2 separate regions of the Mus musculus genome follow, and region 1 is linked to region 2. The links are chromatin contacts, called in public promoter capture Hi-C maps. All regions are on one chromosome and are shown on one strand. Each heading gives the region's core, a stretch centred on a gene start, on an enhancer-like site or on the middle of the called end of the contact. The rest is flanking DNA. Distances are from core to core; before and after follow the strand shown. Region 1 holds the start of Wdr70 (WD repeat domain 70). Region 2 overlaps Rictor (RPTOR independent companion of MTOR, complex 2).

Region 1 (2,931 bases), core at 245-2,744, 1.4 Mb before region 2:
ACATATTTGAGAGTAGGCAAAATAAATTAGCCTTACTGGTTGAAGTTCAGGGTAATTTGTCACTAGTAATCTCTTGAGGCAAACCCAAACTTCCTTGCTACAAATTATATACATCTTGTGCATAGGAAAAGTAACTTGCCTTCACAACCATTTCTTCTTATTAATTCATTTAATAACCACTCAAGAGTGCCTGCCCAGCCATTATATTATGAAGACAGACTAGGGTATCACATGGTAGGTGGGCCTTATTTAGTTGGAGGCCTACAAAGTTCTACAGATGCTTTCAAAAGCAGGAGAGATTTAATTTGATAGTTGGAGATGAGCTGGTTGGATCAATGACTTGGTGAAGAGTTAAAGCATTCAGGACTATGTGTTCTGAGGCCGCTCCCTGCACTAAATGGGAATGTTGAAAATGACAAGATTGGAATAGAAAGGTTTTGGAAGTCAGGCTAACCTTTTATTAAATTTGTATTTTTTTGTGGTGGAGATCCAATACAGACCCTTAGCCTTGTCTATGCTAAGCAACCACAGATCTACAGCTTCTTTGTACTAATAAATTTTTCTTTTACTCTAAGGACAATGGAAGCATTAGATAATCATTATCAATGAACCATAGACAGAGACAGGAGTCTAATATTGGGGCTCAGGAGTAATTTTATCAAAGAATTTTCATTCTTGAGTGGACTACAAGGCTCAGTAGGAAATTGTCTTTTCTGCTAAGCTTGTGACTTGAGGTCCACCCCCAGAACCACATAGTAGAAGAATAGGTCTGCAGGTTGCACAGTAAGGCATGTTTATACCACGTCCACAATCATTGAGTGCATGTGAAAATGAAGTATTTTCACTTGGCTTGGTAGCACACATCTTTAAAAGCTTGGGAGGCAGAGGAATCTAGATGGGTCTCTGAGTTCTGGGCCAGGCATGGATTACAAAATGAGAGACTCTGACAAAAGAAAAATTCAACCAAGTATTTGTTTTAGACTTTAAAAGTATATTAAATGATGTGTCATTAAGAATAGGAACAGAGTTGTAAAGAAACTAAAATAAATTGGAAACACAGTAGTTATGTAACATGTAACATTTGGAACCCTTAGTAAACAAGGCTAGCCTAGAGAGTGGAGACTGAGGGCAAGCGCTTTAAACATTCCTAACAACTCTTCAGTTTTCTGGCATCTTTATAACTAGATAGTGGTTTCTTCAAGCATACTGAGAAGATGGGCAGCAGTGGAAGTTTCATCATGTACGTCAAGTACATTACGAATATAGATAAAAGTAGCATGCAAATAACAAGATTCTGTTGATTTCCTTAGAAACGTGCCAGGACTTTGCTTGAGAACGCATCTGAAACCACCGAAAGGTTTTAGGGAACTCCCAAACTAGACCTCCTCGTGGCTTGTCAGCGCATTCCCTCCGCACCGCTAGGGGGCGAGAGTCCGAAAGCCTGCCTACCCACGCAGCCGGGCCGCTCTTGGCGACGCGGTCTCGGTGACGACACTTCCGTCGGGCTTGCCGGGAGTCGCGCGCTGCTGCATCCACGGAGGCGGTGGGCTCGGGCAGTCATGGAGCACTCGGGAACCAGCGAAGGTGGGTGTGGGTTAGGCGGGCCAGCCGGGGTGGAGGGCCGTGCTGGGCACTGGAGCGCCGGGCTGACGGCCGGTCTGTCCTTTGTTTCTTGCTCCAGTGACAGGCGCAGACACGGCGGGACCCGACCCTCAGCTGGCGGTCACCATGGGCTTCACAGGATTCGGTGAGTGACTGCCCGGGGCAGAGCCCAGCCCGACTTCGCCCGGGGCTTGCGAGTAAAGGGTAGGAGAGCTGCCACTTTTGACCGGCGCCTTCCGCCGTGCCAAATCCGAATCGGTCCCATTTAAACTGTTGAGACCAGTTCAGGTGACAGTTGGAAACCTTGACGGAAAGGGATTACTATGGTGACCCAGTCTGAGAAAGACATTTAGTGGCGACCATTAAATAACATTTTGGTGGATATAGCGTTTCTTCCTCTTCAGTCTTAATGTATACCCTGGTCTTGTCACATTATTAGGTGATTTAAAAGAAAAAACAGTCTCAAAAGACATAATCATCTGTTAATAGTATCAGTGCTAGAAAAATCAAATGGAAATTGACCTGTAATTTGTTTTGGGAACAAATGTCTCTCTGATGTACCTAGTTCTCATTCATTCATTGTTTCATTTATTCATCTACTTAGCTTCTTCTAGGTAATTAGTCGATAAAAGGGTAGTTACAGTATTTACTTTTTTTCTTTCTTTTCTCCCTTCTTTTCTTCTTTTTCCTTCCCTCTTCCACCTCCTCTTTTCCTCTTCTTCCTATTCATTCTCCTCTTTTGTTTGTTTGTTTGTTTTTTGTTTTTTTCTAGACAGGTTTTGTGTGTGTGTGTGTGTGTGTGTGTGTGTTTGTGTAACAGTCCTGGCTGTCCTGGATATCACCCTGTAGACCAGGCTGGCATCGAACCCGTAAAGATCTGCTTGCTTCGGTCTCCCGGTTGCCTGGATTAAAGGCTTGAGCTACCACCACCCGGTGGATTTATTTTTTTAAAAGATAAATGTATATATAGTTATATTTCTGAGCGGTTGTTTTGCCTCTATGTCTGTGCACCATTTGCCTGCAGTACCTATGGGGGCCAGAAGAGGTCACTGGGTCCCATGGAACTAGAGTTACAGATGGTTGTGAGCCACCTTGTGGGCCCTGGGAACTAAACATGTCCTTTGCAAGAGCAACAAGTGTTCTTAACTTGTGAATCATCTCTCCAACTCCTGTTTTTGACTTCAGAAAATTAGGAGAATCACGAAGAAAAGGAAGTCAAATCTGTTTTTTTTTTTTTTTAGATCTCCTGGTGCATATTAAAATTTAATATCATATTTATGAGTAAACATTGCTTTTTAAGACAGTATTTTGCGATTTTCATGTATTATA
Region 2 (3,053 bases), core at 202-2,701:
GAATCAGGTCCAGCCTGAGCTACTTGAGACCTTGTCTTGAAAACACAAGCTGTAACAAAACCACAAGAAAAGAAAATGCAAAGAACAAATGAGACAAAAAACGCCCATGTCGTAAGGTGAGAAGCTTGAATTTATTTATGTGACGGGAGCTGTGCAGCAGGAGAGTGTCTGACGGATGCTACAGGACCAGACAAGGACAGAAGGAAGCAGCACCCAGACAGACCTCTCCAAGACACCAAAGTCAAGCCTTAGTGAGTCCCAAACAGACACACACCAACACAGAAAACTCAACAGTGCTGTATCAACCAAGCAAAGTAAGCCACAATTAAAACAAACAAAACCCACCCCTGTAAGGTTCATGGTCTAGTTGTAACCACCTAGGGGAAATACTAACACAAGTCACAAGTTTTACATAGTATCTTTACATAGTACCCAAAGCAGAAGTATGTATTAGCAGAACTAAAAACTAAATACCAATGTGTTCAGTCTATTTAGAAATGAGAAGCCATCATGAATGAATGAATTGACTTCAAAAATACAAGTGAGGGCCATAGTTTACTAACAGCTACGCAAAGTCAAGCCAGTGGAGTACTTGGCACCTTCCACGCGAACGAGGGACGTCCGGATGCAGTGCAGTTCTCGAGAAGCAGAGGACTGAAGCAAGACTAAGGCTAAGGGTCCTGGAGGTGAGTCCTCAGGAGTTCACAAGCATGGGAGGCCCACGGACTCCATAGACTGGGGAAACTATAGGGATTTACCAAGGCTGCTGTAAAAGAAGACAGTACGTCCTATTATCTATATATTAGTAGCTAAAAATCAGAAGAAAAAATAATGGCACTGCCTCCACTACAATGTCTAAAGAGGGTGAGACAGGAGAATCAGTAAGCCTGAAGCCAGCCTGGAATTTGTAGCAGAAACCCTGTCAAAACAAAGTAATACAACAACAGGAATAAATAAATTAACCCACAACAAACAACTGTTGTGGATAGCCCTGGGGCTAACTGTATTTGATGTTAATTCCATTCTCTTGTGAGGGGTTGTGAACAAGGAATGAGTCAGCACTCAGGTAATTTCCTGTAAACCTGCTTCCCACCTTAATTTGTAAAATAAAGGAGAGCTGATGATTAGGCAGATAAAAGGGAAGGTGGAGTGGAAGGTGGGAGAGAGAGGAAGGAGAAAATGAGAGAGAGGACGCAGAGGAGGAAGAAGAAGAGCCGGAGGAGAAGCACATGGCCTGAAGAAACTGCAAGTTCTAAGGGGGTCTCACAAGCTGTGGAAGATGGTAGTGTAGCGGTAGATCTGCCCAATCTAGGCACACAGCATGTAATCATAGTAACTGTGTTGTGTTTTCATTGCCGGGCCTATTTGGGAGGAGATTTACCGCAACAAACAACAGAAGTCCCAAACCCAGTAAGTGTGACTAAAGCTCACCAAACAGTCACGGCATCTAAATGATCAGTGCCGTGTCTTAAGAAAAAACCTGCGGCCCCAACACATAGTCAGCAGAGGACTGCCTGGTCAGGCCTCAGTGAGAGAAGATGCATCTAACCCTTGAGGCCCCAGGGAGAGAGGAGGCCTGGTGGGGTGGGGGTGGGATGGGGGTGGGGACATCCTTTTGGACACTGGGGTGAGGAAGGTATGGGATAGGGAGTGGATGGGGGATGAAGTCCAGACTGTAAAAAGGGATTAAAGAATAAAAATACATTTTACAAAGAGAGAGGGATGCCGACCACAATCACATAGCTAAGCACACATGCATCAGGTTCCAACATCTCCTTCTCTATGCCTGCTTCTAAGAAGTGAGCACCTCACAGACTTACACAAGATTGCAGGGCAGATTCATTCAAAATAGCTCAACACTGAAAACTATCCTGAATGAACAGATTCAAGCATGTCCTAAGCATAAGACCAAATACTTCATAGCAAAAATAAAATTTAAAAACAGATATGATCAATGTGGAAGAACCTTACAGATGATGAGAAAACAATAAATGTATACTTACATATGTCGATTATACACATTAATTAACATGTAATGTGAAATGCAAAGACAGGAAAACAAATCTCTAAGGAGAAAACTATTTACAATTGCTTGAAAGTATAAAGGGAGTCCCTCCTTTGCTAAAAACACCATTAGTCTTGGTCTTACTTGATCATGCACCTTTGCAAAATTAAGCTTTACACCAAAAATCTGTACAGGTTTGGCTGGATGCTAAACACAAAACTTTAAAGGCATAAGAAAGACAGGCACGTCTCAGAACATTACCTAGCTATTAAATAGTCCACTTTCAGTTTTAGCACCTTCTGGAGAATACTGGAATCTTGGATGAGATAGCGCAGCGCTCGCAACCCGGCTGCTCTTACTTCTTTTGCCTCATTTAATAAAGCTAAGCGCAAACTGTAGGAAAACAAAAACGTTCTGTTACACAGGCTTCAAAGACACCACAGTTCAGCAGAGGTTACTTTGCCCCCATGTGAAATGCTTGGGACGAGAAGTAGTTCTGATTTCTTGTATTTTTAGACTGAAACTACTTTCAAGACTATTTCAAACTGAGTATCTCTTACTTGAAAATCTAGACCCCCCAACCTTGTGAATGCTTGAGATGGCTCTAACAAAGTCTCGGATTTTGGAGCATTTCAGATTTTTCATACTTTAGGATTTACTCCCATATCAAGTTCTTTCATGGCTAAGGTATCCCAAACTTTTTGTTATATACAATTAATTCTATTTAAGAAAAGTCAACCAAACAAAAAATACTACAAAGTAAAGAATTGTATTTGGTGATGTCTTTATTCTGTGCTTCCTCTGAATAGTCACACTAATCCAGCCAATTGGGAGTTTTACTCATCTTCTGGCAGATTGTGTAAATGGAAGAAGAAATCCTATAGTCTTTTCAAACTGTATCTTTAGATGTTTCTACAATGTATCCTTTATTTGCATGTATGCTTCCACATGTCTCAAAGGATAATTAGTTTAATTCAATAACAAGATAGTTAACAGTAGTTAGTAAACACATACTACTATATTAATGTTTACTCCCAAGAACATCCAA

What was found. Promoter capture Hi-C pulls out the DNA fragments that hold promoters and counts their contacts.
Region 1: a promoter capture Hi-C map of stem cell-derived epiblast-like cells shows a contact between it and region 2, with 2.1 times the contacts expected there. The contact joins the promoter of Wdr70 here to the enhancer-like site in region 2. A contact is called at or near these places in 10 of 39 promoter capture datasets (the 3T3-L1 cell line, 3T3-L1-derived adipocytes, the C10 cell line and 6 more), 3 of 115 datasets of contacts at active chromatin or transcription factors (embryonic stem cells and fibro-adipogenic progenitors) and 1 of 9 other capture datasets (liver).

What each region holds. Positions count from the first base shown.
Region 1 is chr15:8,097,772-8,100,702 of GRCm38.p6, reverse strand. It overlaps Wdr70 (WD repeat domain 70), which reads left to right and starts at 1,494. Exons shown (of 18, transcript NM_001081402.1): 1 at 1,494-1,584; 2 at 1,682-1,747. The coding sequence starts at 1,560.
Region 2 is chr15:6,744,794-6,747,846 of GRCm38.p6, reverse strand. It overlaps Rictor (RPTOR independent companion of MTOR, complex 2), which reads right to left. Exons shown (of 38, transcript NM_030168.3): 5 at 2,267-2,398. Among named protein-coding and RNA genes, the nearest start is that of Rictor, 38 kb to the right of the region's middle. Within about 2 kb of position 1,451, at least 15 of the 459 cell types and tissues checked have an H3K27ac peak or open chromatin away from gene starts, as enhancers often do. A contact at or near this core is called in embryonic stem cells and stem cell-derived epiblast-like cells, where this site is marked.